Linked DNA regions of Zea mays: all the other regions are linked to region 3. The links are chromatin contacts, called in public Hi-C maps. All regions are on one chromosome and are shown on one strand. Each heading gives the region's core, a stretch centred on a gene start, on an enhancer-like site or on the middle of the called end of the contact. The rest is flanking DNA. Distances are from core to core; before and after follow the strand shown. Region 1 holds the start of LOC100279272. Region 2 has its middle 40 kb from the start of LOC100279272. Region 3 has its middle 28 kb from the start of LOC103633171.

Region 1 (2,790 bases), core at 108-2,607, 300 kb after region 3:
ACTAAAAGGTTGGAGAGTGCAACATGTTAGGAGCGGCGAGAAGCATGTTTTTTTACTCCCACTCACTAGTATAAAATAGAGACTAGATTTACTCAGCTCCCAGTATAAAGCAATTCAATTTTTTGTTGTTTGGTTGTAGCCTTGTAGGGGAATGATTCTCATTAGAAGTAGAGCTGTGGGAGCTCCACCAAACGTCACCTTAGAATCGTCGTCTAAAATAAACACACTTAGGGCAAGTGTAAAAGGAGCAGTAAGCCAACCTGAAAACCAATATTAAGAGAGTAATTATTTGTTTCCTCGCTTCAACAGCTCCCTCTTCCTCCCCAAAAATCTTCGTGTCCCGCATACACCTCCTCCCCTCCCGTATTTTGTTGAGTGAGGAAATTTTTCCCCAACTCAGCACCTATTCTACCCGTATTTTTCTTGTCGCGCGCGTGCAGTTTGTGCCAGCAGCTTCTTTTTGCGTAGTGAGTCACGCTGGCCCAATAAAACGAATGTAGGGATGTATACTCCTTATTTTTTATCCACTTTTCAATTTTCACTTTTTATTTAGAAGAACTGTTAGTGTACACATCATAATCCACTCCTGAAACTTTTTAACCTGCTCCTAATAACCAATTTTTGGAGAAAATTTTCAACATGTAACTCTTATATCCAGTTTGTTGTGAATATGTTTAAATTTCTGCATCCTAGATTCGTAGTAGTAGACAAGCGGAGGAAAAATGACTAATTAGATTATACGAGAATACAAACCTATGTTTAGCTGTGTCTTTTACTCTATTTTATTCAACTTAGACCCCCTTTAAAATACAGCTTTACGGAATGCTACAGTGATCATCTCATTTCAAATAAAAACCGAAGGAAAACATAAAAAACTCACATGTCGAAGTGGGCCTTATTGGCTGATTCTAGAGTAAGAAAATTTAGTAAAGACTAGTTTGGTAACTTTATTTTTAAGATTTTTTTAAAAATAAACTAATTTCTCTTTAGAAAATAGAAATTCTTTGAAAAAATAAGGTCGTCAAATTAGCCCTAATAAGTAAACTTTTCGGACATCATTTGAATATTTAAATCTTGGTCCGGCCCATTTTAACAATGTATCTGTCCATTGAGAACTGTATCTGATCCGATACAAAGGCTGCTGATGGCTGATATTTTTTCTGGTAAGTTTTTTTTATTGATGATAATATACCGCAAAACCTTGAGGCCATTGAAGGAGACAAAGGACTACGATGCAAATCTAAATTTTTCGCAGGCTGTCATACAAAACAACAACCAAAAGAAAACGAATGGAAAACAACACACTCTCTCTCTATAACCCACGCTGTCCGCCTGCCTCGGACGGATACCCACTCCACTCACCACACCATCCATGGCGATGGCGCCCTCCACGGCGGCCGCATCCACCCTTCTCCCCGTCCTCCTCCTCATCGCCACCGCCACCCAGTGCACCGCAGCCGATTCATTCTCTTCTCAGGACGCTGCCGCCCTCCTCAACCTCTCTGCGGCGGTAGCAGACCCCTCGGGCTACCTCTCCACGCACTGGACTCCGGACACCGCGGTCTGCTCGTGGCCGCGCGTGTCCTGCGACGCCACCGACACACGAGTCATCTCCCTCGACCTCTCCGGCCTCAATCTATCTGGCCCCATCCCCGCCGCCGCGCTCTCCTCTTTCCCGTACCTCCAGTCGCTCAACCTCTCCAACAACATACTCAACTCCACCGCCTTCCCCGACGAGATCATCGCGTCGCTCAAGAGCCTTCGCGTTCTCGACCTCTACAACAACAACCTCACCGGTTCGCTGCCGGCAGCGCTCCCCAACCTCACCGACCTCGTCCACGTCCACCTCGGCGGCAATTTCTTCTCCGGCAGCATCCCGAGGTCCTACGGCCAGTGGAGCCGCATCCGGTACCTGGCCCTCTCCGGGAACGAGCTCACCGGCGAGATACCGGAGGAGCTCGGCAACCTGACGACATTGAGGGAGCTGTACCTCGGCTACTACAACAACTTCACCGGCGGTATACCACCCGAGCTCGGGAGGCTGCGGGCGCTCGTCCGGCTCGACATGGCTAACTGCGGCATCTCCGAGGAGATCCCGCCGGAACTGGCGAACTTGACGTCGCTCGACACTCTGTTTCTTCAGATCAACGCTCTGTCTGGGAGGCTCCCGACGGAGATAGGCGCAATGGGGTCGCTCAAATCGCTCGACCTGTCGAACAACTTGTTCGTCGGGGAGATCCCCGCGAGCTTCGCGTCGCTCAAGAACCTGACCCTGCTGAACCTCTTCCGGAATCGCCTCGCCGGTGAGATTCCCGAGTTCATCGGCGACTTGCCGAACCTCGAGGTTCTGCAGCTGTGGGAGAACAACTTCACAGGCGGGATACCCACGAACCTCGGCGTGGCGGCGACCAGGCTGAGGATCGTTGACGTGAGCACGAACAAGCTCACCGGCGTTCTGCCATCCGAGCTGTGCGCCGGCCAGCGGCTGGAGACGTTCATCGCTCTGGGAAATTCGCTATTCGGCGACGTTCCGGACGGGCTCGCGGGGTGCCCGTCGCTGACGAGGATTCGGCTGGGAGAGAATTTTCTCAACGGGACGATACCTGCAAAGCTGTTCACGTTGCCGAACCTGACGCAGGTAGAGCTGCACAACAATTTGCTCTCCGGCGAGCTCCGGCTGGACGGAGGGAAGGTGTCTTCTTCGATCGGAGAGCTGAGTCTGTTCAACAACCGACTGACCGGCCAGGTGCCTACCGGGATCGGTGGACTCCTGGGATTACAGAAGCTGTT
Region 2 (3,029 bases), core at 148-2,647, 260 kb after region 3:
ATCAGGCAACGCGATGGTCTTGGGGCCTGGTCCACCTGCTGCTGGACCAAGGAATTAACTCCCGCCTCAAACCAAAGATCGCTAGACTAGAGACGGTGCCCGATGGTGGATCGGCGAGCTCGATCAGGAGAAAATGACAAGAGCAGGAGACGGAGACGCTGACCTGAGTTAAGTACGTGATCGTCGTGCGTGCACATACATGCATGGATGCGACGAGCTTTGACACACGGACCGGTGTTTCTTGTCTCTAGATTAGCAACCGGAATTCTTAATGGATCCGTCGACGATCCCCCGGCATCGGTAACCTGGGGTTCTGGGGCTTGGCGACTGCGTACCGGAAGCGTCCAAACGAAGCTCCCCGGGAGACGAGGGAGGAAGGCGCTCGAGACGACGGCGGTGATGCCGTAGTGGTCAGCTGCTGGAGCCCTGCGCGCAGTTGTGTGGTTGTGGAGCAGTATCAGGAAGGTATTCAAGGCGCGTTGACATCGACGAATTCAACGCGAGAGAGGGTCATCAATATCAGGGTCGAGGAACAGACCGCTAATGTGTAGTGTTGTAATTCACTAGGCGCCTTACTGCGCCCGCATACCTACTCTCACACTCCCACGTGAGCCTGATCGGCCAGGTACGACCATTTCTAGCGTATGTGTAGATATAGATAAATGACATCAGAATAACTTATTTTTTATCTACTCATGCAGTCACTATTCCTTGCGTATACCTAATCAAATAGACGCTCTGTCAAAGTCAACGTACGCGATGATTCAAGATGGGACGGTGAAATAGTAGATTCACAGATCGCGTCGCAAACTGACGAGAGCCGTGTACTATGCATACAGTACACCGAGCGACTATCTGTGCCCGCTGTCAGATGTGGCTTACGTACAAGACAAATGAACCAATTCGATTGCTCAATCAGCAAAACGGAGGCTACTGCAGCGAGCACAGTACCGGCAGAAGGTCCACACTCCACAGCACGATACGCGGCCAGGCCCGTGCAATATGTCGGCCCGGTCCCTACGCGACGACGAGGCACGAAATGAGGCAAGATGGGCTGCTTATTAAATCGCCAGGACCACGCGTCGAAGATCTAGAATCTAGACGTGCACGATGCACCTTATTTTACACTCAGCAACCAAGAGCCGCGCCGCTGTGCTGCTGATCCATGCAGGGTATCTGCGTCCAGAAATGCAAGAATACTCACACACAGCCACACAGGCGAGGTCGCGATAGGATTCCAAAGTCACCCAGCTGAATGGCGTTTCACAAAACCATCCGTACGCACTCGCTGGAAGGACAAGCTGGGAAAAGCGGCCGACGCCGCGTTGGGCCGCTCCATCAGGCCCGCCCGAGTGCCCGCCCCAGCCCCACGCCGCCGCGAGAACCGGGCACCGTGCGACACTGCAACAACACATCATCATTTCCTTCTCCACGGGCGGCTCCCTTCCATTCCGTTCCTCTTCCCTCCTCACCTCGTTCGCCGGTCGTGTTCGGGGACAGAGTCTCGCGGTCGCGGGGTTCGGGACCGCATCATGCCCGGGGCCGATCCGCGCGCGACGGCGCGAGTGTTCCGCTGCGCGGGTGGAAATGATTCAGGAGCCCGCTGGCCGCATGCCGGCTGGCGCTGCCTTGGCGATCCTAGAATCCTGGCTCCTCGTGGGTCCTCCTGCCGGAGTTGGCCGAACGCGTGCTCGCGCGCTTTGCGGACGCTTGCGCCGCACTTTACCTTCGTTTTGGCTCCTTGATGTGTGGCTGCTGATATGACGGGCTTTCTTGGATTTTTGTTTGTGACACACGGCTAATCCGGCACACCAGCTACTATAGATAGGAGTATAGTATATTATAGTAGTATACAAGCGTAGAGTTTACACGCAGAGAATCCGAGGCTCACGCTCTCCGCGCTTAACGCACTGTTTTCCGACTTCTGGGCCCCACTCCCCTCAACTGGTGCAGCAGAAAATGCTCCCGTTTCTTCTTGCTCCCGATGCTGCAAAAGCAGGGCTTGCCACTGCCACATGTTTTGCCTGGGGTCACTCTTTGGTCCCCCCATGACTGCGTGGGGCTCTCATTCTCATCGTACATAGGCCCCACACGTCACCGAGGGAGGCGGACTTGGACTTGCTGTGGCTGTGGGTGAAGTGCATGCACCATAAGTACTCCCTCCCGACATTAATCTGTACTTCTGTCATCATAAAAATCATCAACACCATTCGGATACCAAACTTCACACGTTCGGTTCCGGAGGGCATCGCATAAAATCTCGACACAGGTGCGCTGTTTCTATCACATAAAACCCCCAGAATTATCTCAAAATGCGAGATGAGAGCTCAGCTTTAAGCCTCATTTGACAGGGCGTTTATCGTTTCCAAACAGTTTATTGGGAACTTCATTATAGACTCCGGTAAAAAAAGTTGTTTCCCCTCATTTTCAAAAAATAATTGCAAACCAGTGGAACGAAAAAAAAAAACTAAGCTACAAAGTTCTCCTAGTTGGATCGATCTCACATAATCGATTTGACTTGTACATTACCTCTCCACAAATGCCATAAATATTCCTGCGAAAGATATGCTGCTTGTAAATTTTGGTACAACAAAACTGATATCAATGGGTGAAAGCATAGAAGGGATAACACACATGTTCACGACCTAGTGACGCAGAGAGCTCAATCCACTGCTATGGCCGCAACCCCCATGGTTGACCATAAGGCCCCGACACAAAGCTAGGTCCACTCAATAACCAAGGGCCATGGTATCTCCCTGTTGGCACCTTTTTGGAGGCGCCAATTACTCAAGAGAACTAGCGGCGGTGCTCTCTGGTCAGGCGCGGACGGTCCGCGGCACGGAGCCGGACGGTCCGCGACCTGGCGCGAGGCGGCGGTGCTCCCTGGTCAGGCGCGGACGGTCCACGGCCTAGGGCCGGACGGTCCGCGACCTGGTGCAGGTGCTTGGGTCCTCTGCCTGACGGCCGGACGGTCCGCGCGTGCGCAGGGGCGGCGGAAGTCGCCGGTGGCGGCCTGGATCTCGCTCCCG
Region 3 (2,993 bases), core at 413-2,912:
GTACTGATCCATCATTATTGCTCCATTAATTAATAATACGATATCGTCCCTACTAGCCGTGTGGGCGCGCGAGAGGGAAAAGACTAGCTAGCGCGACAGGATGAACAGTCGGTCACCATGCATGCATCATCCAAAGTTAGGTTGCGAGTTCCGAAATCAATCAGCAAAAAAAGGGCTAGGAGGAGCAGCTTAATCGGAGTTTATTTTCGTTCTTAATCTCGCCTTGGATCGTGTTGCAATCAACGCGACTGTCTTTCTCGTCGATATAAAGCACTCCTAACCACCTGTGCCAAGAATCTTTAATTTGTATACAAATCGAAACTGCGTTCATTAATCCCATTATCTGGATGGACCAGACCTGCAGACCTGACCTGCAGAGTTGAGTCTGAGTCGGATCCACCAGGCCAGGAGATCGATCGATCTGTCCAGTACCGTACCATGATGACTAGGCCGGAGTTGTTTTGTTTTAAATGCACGATTTTGAAGAGTTGGATCGGTGTTGTCGCAACGTGGTTTTCTGCAGAAAGAATTCGTCGTCCAGGCTCATCAAACTTTAGCTGCCACGCATGCATGGCGGCACTACATGTTAAAATAAAGAACTTTTTAGCAATGGCAGTCGTAGCAGTAGTAGTGTGTGTTATTTTAGCGTATTTTGGACGACGCACTCCATCTTGCTGCTGCCATTCCAGTTCTAGAAGGAGAATATTTCACAAGAAACAAAGACCGGCCGGTCACACGCAGTGCAAGCTTATGGAGTGAGTGCCTCATCGATCATATCCAGGCGTGCATCAGCAACCAGTATTTGACCACCCAGAGGAATTCCTTCCTATTCGCCAGATAATACAATGACCAGCAGCTGAACAGCTAGCGCACGTTTCCGTCACGCGCTCTCTCTCTCCACGGCGTGCGGCAAAGCTTGGGTGTTTCGGTTCCGGCGAGAAGTTGGTCAAAAACAAACACAAAAAAGGCGAGCGCGGTCAGGAGCTTGCGCACGAATACGAATACGATGGCTGGCATTCATCACTTGGCTCACTGGTCTGGTCTCCCAAGTGACCGAGCCCCGCAAGCCAGGCCATCCCATCCACACGCTCACGCTGGCACCCATCGACGGAACGGAACGGAACGGAACCCAGGCCGAGGAGAAAAGGATCTATCTCTCCGATCCTCTCTCTCTCTGTGCTTGCAGTGGCGTGCCGCGCGCAGCAGCGGATAAAGCAACAGCTGCAGTGGCCATTTCAAACTCGCCCGCGCGGACCAGCCCACTAAGGGTTTGTTTGGATAATCTCGGATTGAAATGGATTGAGGTGGTATGTGGTGTATTGAAGTGTAATATGAACTAATTTTTTTTCAATCCCCTTCAATACACCTTAATACACTTCAATCCCTCTGTACCCAAACAAAGCCTAACGGAGCGAGGTAGAATGAGACGACCGACGGTGAAAAGCGACGGGCGGCCGGCGGCGGCGTTGCAGTTGGAGCGAGCAAGCGCGGTGGCTTTCCGTTTCCGACGACGAGTCCCCCACTGCGGATGGATCAGCGACCACGTCGTGGCTGACCAGGATCGGACGTGCGGGGTGCCGGCCTTGCGTTGCGTTGCGTTGGGTGGGCGCGCGTCGGCGTCGGCGTCGCCCGACCCACAGTGGCGCAATTTCGGGCCGGACAGGAACGAACGATGCCGCCTCTGCCTGGGTCAAGGATGGTCCAGATAACCAACCCCGGCCTTGGACTTGGACCGTCCGACCCAAGAAAACACACATGCCCACGGGCCGAAAGCAACAGTGGGCGCTGGCCAGTGTGTGGTGTCCGCAGTGCAGAAACGAACTGCATGCACCGCTAGCTACTACCTGTGCCTGTGCGTGACTAACATATTTTTTTTTACCGCTGACCGCTGAATGAAACAAACAAAAGAAGAAGAAGGAACAAGCACGGTGTGAAACGCATCCGAAGGAATGACTCCGGCGCTGTGATCTTTTTTTCCTGGTCATGCTTGTAGCCGTCAAGGCTTTCGTGTTTCATCTGTGCGCTTTCCGCCTGCGGGGAAAAGAACCAGCACGCTGTGTGACTCGAAAGGGATACCGGCTGCACCCGATCCGGACCGCTCCAACCGCCAGCAGACGAATCTCCGACCAGATCTACAGCGACACCGACGTACGATCGGCCGGCCGGCCAGGCCCACTCGCTCGGTCCCAAAGAATGAAGGAACGGACCGCACGCGCGAGCAGTCACGCGCGTGCGACGCCGGCACCCGCAGCCGAGGCCGAGCCCCTGGTGGACGACCGGTCCACCCCCCGTGCACGTTTCGCAGCTCGGCAGGCGCGGAATAGTAATTTCCACACAAGCAAATCACCAGACCAGACTGAAGCGCCAGGGGAGCGGGACACGTGACACGTCGCGGTCCGCGGGGCCCACGACTCGAGTTGCCCAGGTCCTCCTCTTCTGCTTCCATAGCGCTTCAGCTGGGCTCCCCTCCACGACGACGTGTGTCGGTGCGTGTCAACTTAACGTGCCGGGAGAACATTCCCCACGTCGCGCATGCAGTCGTGTCAGCCGAGATATGTGTCGCGACCCGGAAGCAGGCGCCGTTCAGATTGTGCCTGTGCACGCCACCTCACACCGTGACACCACCACGGCGTTGTGTTTACTGACCCACTCGATCGGTCGGTGCCGCCAGAGCTGTGAATGCTGTGGACGAACCGACGAACGTAATGGGAGCTCTTTTTTTTTGGATTGAAATTCTGAGCTTGCAGATGATGTGAACGCCTGGCCGCGCTGGTCGTCTTGTACGACGATCCGGTCCGCCGTCTCCTCCTTTGCAGCAACCGAGACTAGACTGCTTTGCATTAAACAACGTGACTCGCATTCGCTTTGACATCATCCATGACATGCCGGGCGGGTGGTGGTGCTGATGTCCGTGCATTCGATCCATTTCCCTTGCAGCCACGGCACGGTGCGGGAGACAAGTGAATGCACGTTGCAGCGCCAGGATTTGGAGT

Evidence for each region. Hi-C and Micro-C count contacts between places; a contact is called where the count stands out from the background.
Region 1: a Hi-C map of tassel shows a contact between it and region 3, with 6 times the contacts expected there. The contact joins the promoter of LOC100279272 here to the enhancer-like site in region 3. A contact is called at or near these places in 6 of 25 Hi-C or Micro-C datasets (bundle sheath, ear, endosperm and 2 more).
Region 2: a Hi-C map of leaf shows a contact between it and region 3, with 5 times the contacts expected there. The contact joins two enhancer-like sites. A contact is called at or near these places in 5 of 25 Hi-C or Micro-C datasets (bundle sheath, ear, leaf and 1 more).

What each region holds. Positions count from the first base shown.
Region 1 is chr1:30,238,883-30,241,672 of Zm-B73-REFERENCE-NAM-5.0, forward strand. LOC100279272 reads left to right here and starts at 1,358. Exons shown (of 2, transcript NM_001152293.2): 1 at 1,358-2,790. The coding sequence starts at 1,373.
Region 2 is chr1:30,198,769-30,201,797 of Zm-B73-REFERENCE-NAM-5.0, forward strand. No RefSeq gene overlaps it. Among protein-coding and RNA genes, the nearest start is that of LOC100279272, 40 kb to the right of the region's middle. Within about 2 kb of position 1,398, at least 19 of the 20 cell types and tissues checked have an H3K27ac peak or open chromatin away from gene starts, as enhancers often do. A contact at or near this core is called in bundle sheath, ear, leaf and 1 more, where this site is marked.
Region 3 is chr1:29,939,644-29,942,636 of Zm-B73-REFERENCE-NAM-5.0, forward strand. No RefSeq gene overlaps it. Among protein-coding and RNA genes, the nearest start is that of LOC103633171, 28 kb to the right of the region's middle. Within about 2 kb of position 1,663, at least 20 of the 20 cell types and tissues checked have an H3K27ac peak or open chromatin away from gene starts, as enhancers often do. A contact at or near this core is called in bundle sheath, ear, endosperm and 2 more, where this site is marked.